3 separate regions of the Mus musculus genome follow, and regions 1 and 3 are each linked to region 2. A link is a contact called in public HiChIP or PLAC-seq data. All regions are on one chromosome and are shown on one strand. Each heading gives the region's core, a stretch centred on a gene start, on an enhancer-like site or on the middle of the called end of the contact. The rest is flanking DNA. Distances are from core to core; before and after follow the strand shown. Region 1 overlaps Gm12339 (predicted gene 12339). Region 2 holds the start of Mrm3 (mitochondrial rRNA methyltransferase 3). Region 3 overlaps Abr (active BCR-related gene).

The links. HiChIP or PLAC-seq counts read pairs in DNA pulled down with a chosen protein or histone mark.
Region 1: a contact with region 2 is called in an H3K4me3 HiChIP or PLAC-seq map of neural progenitor cells, with 5 times the contacts expected there. The contact joins the enhancer-like site here to the promoter of Mrm3 in region 2. A contact is called at or near these places in 3 of 39 promoter capture datasets (the 3T3-L1 cell line, cranial neural crest and trophoblast stem cells), 5 of 115 datasets of contacts at active chromatin or transcription factors (craniofacial prominence, embryonic limb bud, embryonic stem cells and 2 more) and 2 of 9 other capture datasets (embryonic stem cells and liver).
Region 3: an H3K4me3 HiChIP or PLAC-seq map of embryonic limb bud shows a contact between it and region 2, with 2.7 times the contacts expected there. The contact joins the enhancer-like site here to the promoter of Mrm3 in region 2. A contact is called at or near these places in 2 of 39 promoter capture datasets (liver and neutrophils), 1 of 484 Hi-C or Micro-C datasets (pro-B cells), 6 of 115 datasets of contacts at active chromatin or transcription factors (the 230-238 cell line, embryonic limb bud, embryonic stem cells and 1 more) and 1 of 9 other capture datasets (liver).

Annotation. Positions count from the first base shown.
Region 1 is chr11:75,810,284-75,813,374 of GRCm38.p6, forward strand. The region is part of intron 1 of Gm12339 (predicted gene 12339); the gene reads left to right. Among named protein-coding and RNA genes, the nearest start is that of Doc2b, 16 kb to the left of the region's middle. Within about 2 kb of position 1,813, at least 112 of the 459 cell types and tissues checked have an H3K27ac peak or open chromatin away from gene starts, as enhancers often do. A contact at or near this core is called in liver and neural progenitor cells, where this site is marked.
Region 2 is chr11:76,242,252-76,245,115 of GRCm38.p6, forward strand. It overlaps Mrm3 (mitochondrial rRNA methyltransferase 3), which reads left to right and starts at 1,485. Exons shown (of 4, transcript NM_183263.5): 1 at 1,485-1,835; 2 at 2,028-2,272. The coding sequence starts at 1,522. It overlaps Glod4 (glyoxalase domain containing 4), which reads right to left and starts at 1,448. Exons shown (of 9, transcript NM_026029.3): 1 at 1,304-1,448. The coding sequence starts at 1,393.
Region 3 is chr11:76,524,570-76,527,699 of GRCm38.p6, forward strand. All of the region lies in intron 1 of Abr (active BCR-related gene), which reads right to left. Among named protein-coding and RNA genes, the nearest start is that of Abr, 45 kb to the right of the region's middle. Within about 2 kb of position 1,677, at least 13 of the 459 cell types and tissues checked have an H3K27ac peak or open chromatin away from gene starts, as enhancers often do. A contact at or near this core is called in embryonic limb bud, where this site is marked.

The DNA of each region.
Region 1 (3,091 bases), core at 563-3,062, 430 kb before region 2:
ATATAGGTACATATAGCCATATAGATGCACATCCACACAAATGTGCCCACATAGGCACAGACATGAACTCAGCTATACACACATTATTCTATAAACACTCAAACTAGTGAGAGTTGGTATTGAGAGCTTCTTTGTTCTTTGTGTGTGTGCTTGCATATGCTTAGGCATATGTATGGATAATGTATGTCTGAGATGGTGGGTGGTAAGTAGGTGATGGGGTCCTCTGGTGGAGCTCTGATAGAGTCTTTACATGAAGGGTGCCTTCCATCTGTGGGGCTGGGCCTCAAGGTCCCAGCTTCTGCTCAGGTGCTTTGGAAGCAGAGTTTGGCATGATCTCAGGACTGGCTGGTTCTACACTCTCAGAAATGGGATCCAGCAACTCTTCAGCTGGCCTGCACATTTCCACCCAGTCCTATCAGTGGACTCTGAACTCCGCAGAGCTGCAGAAGGCTGGAGGGGCCGAGCTGAAATGCAACCTCAGGCATGGAGTGAGCACACACAGTCTGCCCTAGAGTCCATGGGGGGTAAGCGTAGTGATTGCTGCACATGCCAGGATGAGGGAAACTGAGGCACAGAGACATCTACAGCATCCTGTTCCAGAAAGAGTAGGTTCAAAACCAGGCTGTGTATGGACAGGGATTTTGCCCAGACTGGGCAATGGGTTATCCCAAGCCTGGAACCCAGGAATTCCGGCATCTGGTTCCCAAGGCACGGTTCTGCCCAGGGAGGTTGGGCCAAGCTGACAGGGTTCTGATGAGACCTTGTCACTCGACCCAGATGCAGGTGCAAAAGCATAGGAAAGTGGAGCACATTAGAGACTAAGACAGCCGTTTTCACAAATTGATCCCCTTTTCCCTGAAATGAGATTGGCTTTATATATAGTTATGGTTTTATATTCTTCTCTCCCCACCTGTTTTTAGACAAGGTCTTTACTATGCATCCCAGGCTGACTTTGAACTCAAGGTTTTCCTGCCTGACTTCTCAAATCATGAGATTATAGGTCTGTTTCACCACACCTGGTAGGTATTTTTATATTCTTAGTTGGCAAGTTAACTTTTTTTTTAAATTACATTTCTTTCTTTTTTTTTTAAAGATTTATTTATTATTATACATAAGTACACTGTAGCTGTCTTCAGGTGCACCAGAAGAGGGCGTCTTATCTCATTACAGATGGCTGTGAGCCACCATGTGGTCGCTGGGATTTGAACTCAGGACCTCTGGAAAAGCAGTCGGTGCTCTTAACCACTGAGCCATCTCTCCAGCCCGCAAGTTAACTTTTAAAAGTCAGTTTGTTATGTGTGCACAGCATACTTGGGAACATGTGAAAGTCAGAGGACAACTTTTAGGAATCTATTCTCTATTACAACCATGTGAGTTTTGGGTTCTGGGGAATCAATTGAGGTCTTTGGGCTTGGTGGCAAGAGTCTTTACCCACTGTGCCATCTCACCAGCTGTTAGTTGACAAGGTAAAGTGTGAGCAATCCAGCCCTGGGACTCAGTATGGCTAGGACCTCCCCTCTGCAATCCAGCCCTGGGACTCAGTATGGCTGGGACCTCACCTCTGCAATCCAGCTCTCCCTGGGAGACTCAGTATGGCTGGGACCTCACCTCTGCAATCCAGCTCTCCCTGGGAGACTCAGTATGGCTGGGACTTCATTTGCCTCTGTAATCCAGCCCTGAATTTGCCCACACAACACAGCTGAGGGAGACTTCCTTGGAGGTTTGAAGTCTTCATGCTATTGGCTCTGACTGGATTGAGTCAACAACAAAAGTGAGCAAAGCTCTTTTTCTTATCTAGCAGTCAACTTCAAGGCCGCTCCAGCCCCGGGAAGCCAGCCAATTGCTGGGAATGAAGGAATCAAGGCCTGTAAGCAGTCAGAGCTAGCTTCAGAAGGAGCTCGGTGCAGCCTGCAGCATGTGGCCTTGCTGCAAGCACAGAGGGCAGTGGCCTGGCCAGGCCTGATTATTTCTGATCCACCAGTGTCCTGGCCTCCCCAGGGGTCTTGGCTTCTGAAGAGCAGCGAAGCCCTCTGCTCCTGGCCTCTGGTGCTTCCATTTAGGAGCTTGCTGAGACTCCACCTCCCTGGGGCTTGTGTGTGTGTGTGTGTGTGTGTGTGTGTGTGTGTACAGAGGCCTCCTTCCTTCCAAAGCACCTTGGAAAAGAACTCAAAATTTACAAGACACATATTCACTGGAAAAATAGTGTTCCTTGTTCATCCTTGAAAGCTTCCTAAGAAGGCCTGGGGTGCAGCTCAGGGCTGAGTGCATACAAGACCTTGGGCACAATCTCAGCACAAAAAGAAAGAGGTGTTCTTCAATAAAACAACCTAAAAAGCAACCAGAGGAGCTGGTGAGATGGCTCAGCAGAGAAAGAGTATTGCTGCCAAACCTGATCTCCAAATCCCATGTGGTAGAAGGAGCCAACAGACTCCGGCAACTTGTTCTCTGTCTGTCATAGTGGTATCTCTCTCTCTTTCTCTCACTCTGTCTCTGTCTGTCTGTCTGTCTGTCTGTCTGTCTCTCTCTCTCTCTCTCTCTCTCACACACACACACACACACACACACACAAAATACAAATATATATAAATAGTTTTAAAAAGGGAATCATAAAACCAAACAAAATCCAGATGGGTGAGGGAAATAATAACTTCCAATTATTTGAAAGCCTTAGAGATTAGAGAAACCGCTTAGGTGCATAGCAGCTGGGGAGAGGCAGGGGGTCAGGCTGAGTCCCCCAGAATGAATGCTTTGTATGACTCTGAGCTGTCCTTCTGAGACAGGCCTGGTGTCCTAAGTGTTCTCAGGGTCCTGCATTCAATTCCTATTCCCGCTGCAGTGCCCGGCACCTCCAGCTGTGGTGCACTGGGCCCCAACAGTTGTTCTGTGCCCTCTGCTTATGGGAGCAGGCACAGATGGAGAGGGTGTCGAGGCTGGGCAGCCCAACAGCTGCCATTCCTGTGCACCACCCTGAGTGTGTGTCATGGGTTACTTCACGTCGCCCTCACTATTGTTATTTCTGGAAAGCTGAGCTCTGAGAGGTTAAGTTACTTGTCTGACGTTGAGTCATTCTCGGAGCTGGGGAAAAGAGCCA
Region 2 (2,864 bases), core at 235-2,734:
CTAGGTTGGTAAATCTCTCCTTTTGCATTTTTAACATAAAAGTAGCTATTACTTTACAGAACACAAACTACCTGTGAGTCAGTTACCACCTAAAAGGTAACATGTTTAATCTTAACAACAATCTTTTGATCAATGAAGAAATAGAATAATGACATGTAGTATCACTAAACTCTGACTGGTAGGTATAAATCTAATATTTCCTACATCATGTGCTCTAATTGGGAACAAATGCCAGAGTCATTTAGTCTATACCTAACCTTACCATGGTACCTTCAAACACCAGGAGTGTGTGTGTGTGTGTGTGTGTGTGTCTATCTGCCTGCCTGCCACAGGTCAGATTCCCTGGGAGTTGTAGTTACAGATGGTTGTGAGCCATCCAACACCTGGAACCCATCTTACACCCTCTGGAAGAAGAGCAATCATTCTTAAAAGTTGAGCCATGTCTCCAGCCCCTACACAGCAGATATTTTTATGACTAACCTGTGTTGACTGATTTGTGCAACTTCCTTTACAGTCCTTACCTCCTGTACCATCTCTACACCCAGCTAGACTTGGACTGCTACAAGTCTGTTAAAAATAAATAAATAAATTCTGCACTGGTGTGCTCCTACCTCCCTGGCTTACCAAAGAGCTCAATAAACCTTTCCGCTACACTTTCAGCTAAGTGACCCCCTTAGAATCACAGCTTCTCAGACTGTTTCCAGGTACTAGGAAGGCGACTTGATTCTGACCTCATACTTACATCTGGGCTGTTTAGAACAGAGCCACAGATCATGAGCACCTACGAAAGAGACCGTTCAAACTTGCTCGGACAGGGCTTGTTCGCGGAATCCGATGGCGGAGTGCTTGTTTAGCATGCGCAAAGCCATGGGTCCCCCTCCCAGAGCCTAAATTTCAAATCCGCAGCTCTGATGGAAGCCGAAATTTGCTGATCACACCCAAACCTTTCAAACCAGGAGACCGCTCTGTCGTGAACTGGAAGGGGCTTTTTAAAATAACGTTTTGCCTATCAACGCTCCTTCACTATAGACAGCAGGCTCCCCAAGCCAGGAGTGTAAAAAATATTTGAGAAGGGCTGTAGGTGAACGTGCGTAGACAACACAGCTGGTAGGTGAGTCCCCTTTCAAAGGCTTCCCAACCCGAAAGAGGGGGGCTCGCAAAAGCTGAAAACACCGGCGTGGCAACGCGGAGTCTAGGGCCTGGCGGCTGGGGTGGCCGCGCGCCCACGGCGTCTTCCCTCCCCTGGTGCGGCCCGGCCGCCCATCGGGGTCTCGCGCTAGCCCCGCTCGGTCCCGGTCTGCACCTGCATCCCCAGGACATCTCGAAAGAAATGCACTGTCTGGAAGCGGTTCTTCACTTTGAAAACGAAGTGCAGAGCTCGACGAGTGGCCATGGCTCCCAACACGAAAACCGAGTTCCAGGCAGAGGGACACCCCGCCCACCAAACCGGGAAGGATCGTCGGGTGACGTCACTAACACTCGACCGCGCGCTCGGGTGAGGTAGCGCGCGCCAGGGGAAAGATGGCAGCGCCGGCGAAGGGCATGTGGTGCTCCCTGGGATCATTGCTGCGGGTGGTCCAGACTCGGGACCTCAACGCTCGGCGCTGGGTCCGGGCGCTGCGGCGTAGCCCGGTGAGAGTGTTGTCTCCCTCGGGACAGGTGGAGGAACGGAAGCGCGCTCCTGACCAGCAGCCTCGCAAGGCGGTCCCTAAGGCCAGTTCCCAGGGACAGCGACAGAAACAGCCTCTTGAGACATCCCCATCCCAGACCCCTCACACCTGGGAAGAGGCAGGGCTTCGCTACGATAAGGCCTTTCCCGGGGACAGGAGGCTAAGGTGATATGTTTTTGAGACTTGTCATCTGCTCCCGTTTCTTTTCTTGCTTCACTGTGAAGCTTCTGGCTCTTACTGTTTCGACGGTGCAAAATAAATGTCGTCTTTTGAGGCTTGTGCGTGTCTGTTAGAACTTCATGTATCCCTCCATGCCAAGAGCGTTGATAATCATCCCCTCTCTGTTTGCACCCACAGCAGTGTGATGACAATAGTTAAGTCCAGGCCTTTTCGGGAAAAGCAAGGGAAGATCCTACTGGAAGGTCGCAGGCTGATTGCAGATGCTCTCAAGGCTGGAGCTGTGCCCAAAGCGTTCTTTTTTAGCCGTCTGGAGTACGTCAAGGAGTTGCCGGTAGACAAGCTGAAAGACGTCAGCCTCATTAAGGTGAAATTTGAGGACATCAAGGATTGGTCAGACCTAGTAACGCCACAAGGAATAATGGGTCAGTGATATACAGTGTGCCAATATCTGGGATTTCTATTTCATACAAGTGTAGTATCCTAGACTTTCTTGTTCATACTTGTCTTAAGGTAACGAATTTTATTTAAATCAAGTTTAAATTTTTATTGACTAACGTCTAAAAAGAAATAGGACTTCTCAGGCCTCTATGTTTTGATGGTATTTTACTGGCAACTGAACCAATTTCTCATTCATACTTAATTGTGGGGCTTTTGCTTGTTTTTGACAATTGTAGTTCAGGCAGGCTTCACATTCTGTATGTAGCTATGGATAGCTTCGACCCCTGACATTCCTGTTTGCACCTCCTTCCTGCTGAGGAGGCATGAAAAAAAAAAAAAAAGCCCAGTTGTTGTTTGTTTGTTTGTTTTATGGAATGTTAAAAACATTTTATGAGCCAGGAGTAATGCAAGCCTTTAAAATTCCAGAATTTGGAAGGCAGAGGCAGGCAGATTTCTGAGTTTGAGGTCAGCCTGGTCTACAAAGTGAGTTCCATGACAGCCAGAGCAAACATTGAAGCCCTATCTCAAAACAAAACTTTATTTTGTGTGTATACGTGCATGGGTTAGAAGACAATG
Region 3 (3,130 bases), core at 427-2,926, 280 kb after region 2:
TAAATGAGCTAAATACCTAATAAAAAATGGAAAAAAAAAAAAAAAAAAAAAAAAAAAAAAAAAAAAAAAAAAAAGGAAAGGCAGTTATATGTGCACTGAACATGTAAGACAGACACTACCAAACCAACATATGTCCTTCCATCCATAATGAAGGGGAGACTTATTGTATGTGTGAATAATCTAGCCAGTCAAGAAATACCTCCTAAGATATCACAGGCCAGATGCAGGGGCAGGAGCTGACCCCCAGTTCCATGACTGGAGCCTATCACTTGCTTAATGAGACTGAGGCCAAGCCAGGGCTTTGAAAGGCCAGGTTCTAGTTCTATGTTTTCTGCAAGTTGTTCGTTCTCTTGGCACCTCCACTTCTTCATCTGTCACTGGGGTGTTTATTATATCCTGGAGAACAATGAGAGACACTCGATAAGGAGGACATTTCCCAGACAATAAATCACTTGGTCAACGAGACCAAAGTAACAACAATAAACGGTCTGTGTACAGTGTTGTTGGTCTGCTTCCATTGGCACGTTCTGAATGGTATGTTCTGGTTTGTCCACTAGGTGGCAGGAGACTAGAGGGCAAAGATGGCTTTGGTCTGCAAGCCGTTACTCAGGCACGGAGAACAGAATTCACATAGCACATGTACAGGAAAGCTGCTGGCTGGCTGGCTGACTGACACCGGTCCCTAAGACGCTTTCTAAGCTCTCCTCAGAACAACTGATTTGGCTATTTAAGGTGTAGGGTCCAGGAGGTTGCTCTGACCAATCTTCAGAAATTCTAACCTTTGTCAGAGCTAACATCCCTCAGGACCATCCTGGGGGTGATAACAAGTAAGGAACCTGGACTGGGTTCATTTAAGGCTCCTTTCTGTCTTTCCTTGTCCTCAGTAGGAAATGTTCAGCCACAAAGCCACAAAAGGGGGAGCAGCCAGGAGGTCTGACAGGGATGACCATCATGATAATGATCTTCAAATCCAAAGGCTCTTATCACCTGCCTGCAATGGCCTCCTCAGAGCCCTCTCCCATAAATGCCTTTATGAGTCCTTAGGGTATTCATGAAACATTAAATGATTTTCAATCCAGTGCTGAGAAGCAGTAAGGGGCAGGCAGCTCAGAGAAAAGTATCGTGAGGCTTAGAGGAGTCAGTGAGAGATCCAGAGTGATGCTATGGGTTGGCAGCCACCAGTTCCAGAATCCCCAAGGGCATATGGCTCCCCACTTCCATACTACCCTACAGAAGTGGACAAAGGCACTCCCAACTTGTACACTCCTGCACACCTCACACAACCCAGGCACTCTACTCAATGTGGCTGGGAGACCTCACTCTATCTATGGCATTCCGTCCCAGCTGCTGGCTCTCCATCCAGAGCCCCCCCCCCCCAAACCTTAAAAGAACTCCACCGTTGAAGCTGAGGATGTGGCTCAGTGGCAGAACATATGCCTAGCATACATGAACACCTGGATTCAGTTACCAGCACTTCAGAAAGCTTTTTTTTTTTTTTTTTTTTACTAGCAGAACTAAAAGAGGTCCCCATGCCCTCTTTCGGCTACAGAACAGCAGTGATTTTACTGCTTCAAAGAGAACTCATTAAAATTTACAACAGTATTACTTTCTGGGGCTATAGAGGCAAAGCCAGGTGAAATCTGAGCCCAGGAACAGCCAAGCCCATCTCCTTATGCACAAGTGGACACACATGGGTTCCCCACCCACCTCTAACATCCACTACTCTGGTCAGCTCCAGCATAAGTGAGCACTTGCCAGCAACCATAGCCATCACCTTGGGGCAGGTGGCTGTGGTTGAGGCTGTGGCCTGGATCTGTGGATTCCTCAACAGTGTAATGGAATGATAATTTCATTGTGAGTATTCCATGAGACAATGGCAGTAAGAAAGCTCAGCCCAGTGGCACACACTCACATGCCAGGACCACCCTGGCCACAAGGCAAGCTTGGGGGCCTTCTTCCTTCTCACAGGTGTCATGTTGGACATGACGTCCAGCACTCAACAATATCCCGTTCTCCTCTCCTTCTGGATCCACCAAGGTCCACCCTATCCAGCTGTTCTGCAGTTGGACGAGGCCTTGTGAGCACTTCTGGCCACCAAAGTTTAAGTGGACATTAGACAGAGAGGCAGAGAGAAACCATGTACAATCACTCTTCCTCATCCACTGAGGCCGTGGGCCTTGGAGGCCATAGCGCCATCCAGGATGGTCCCCAACTAACCTGCTTACCTGCAATGGACCTGTAAGCAAGAGGCAGCCTTGCCTGTGGTAAGTCAGGGCTTCAAGGGTTAGCCTGGTCCTATAACATAACCAAGAACACTAACAGAGGAATCCAGCTCTTCTATGTGATCATCTGGCCAATCCCAGGCTCACAGATGCCACGCCCATACTTTCCTTCTTCCTATGCCAGCTCACAGACACCCTCCTGCTGGTAAAACAAGAAACTCAACACGTTGTTCTGGGAATCTGGAACGTCGTCCTTCAGAAGGTGCTGGTTCCAGGAGCCCTCAAATCTTGAGTTTGCTTTGTTTGTTTTGTTGCGATGGGATTTACATAGATCAGGCTACCCAGAAGCTATGTAGCCCTGGCTGGCCTTGAACTCTCTGATTCTCATGCCTCAGCTGCACAGGCCAGGCCCTCCACGTGGCTATGACTCTCCTGCTCTCTACCATTACCCCCAAGGCCAGGTCCACAGCCCCAGCACCAAGTAAAATCCAAGGATAGCCCATATGAAGGGAGTCCACAAGAACATTATTACAAGACCCAAAAGGTGGGAGCAACACAAGGTCCCCAGGAGTGAAGGGATAAACAAACGTGGCACCTATAAGCAATGGAGTATCTTCCACATCAAGATGCAAAGAAATTCAAGCCCATGGTATAGTCCTAATGAACCCTGAGGATATTATGCTATATGAAATAAGCTGGTCACAAAAATAAATAAGTGTGGTACCCCATTGTAGAAATGAAAGTATAAACAGGAGTTGCTGGGGCTGGGAGAGGGAGTGGGTGTTGCTGACGAGTGGGGCAATATCACTGCAGAATGAGAAGAGCCTGGGACAGTCACACACGGTGGTCATACAATCATGAATGTATTTAAGCCCACAGAACTGTGCACTTAAAATAACGGCAAATTT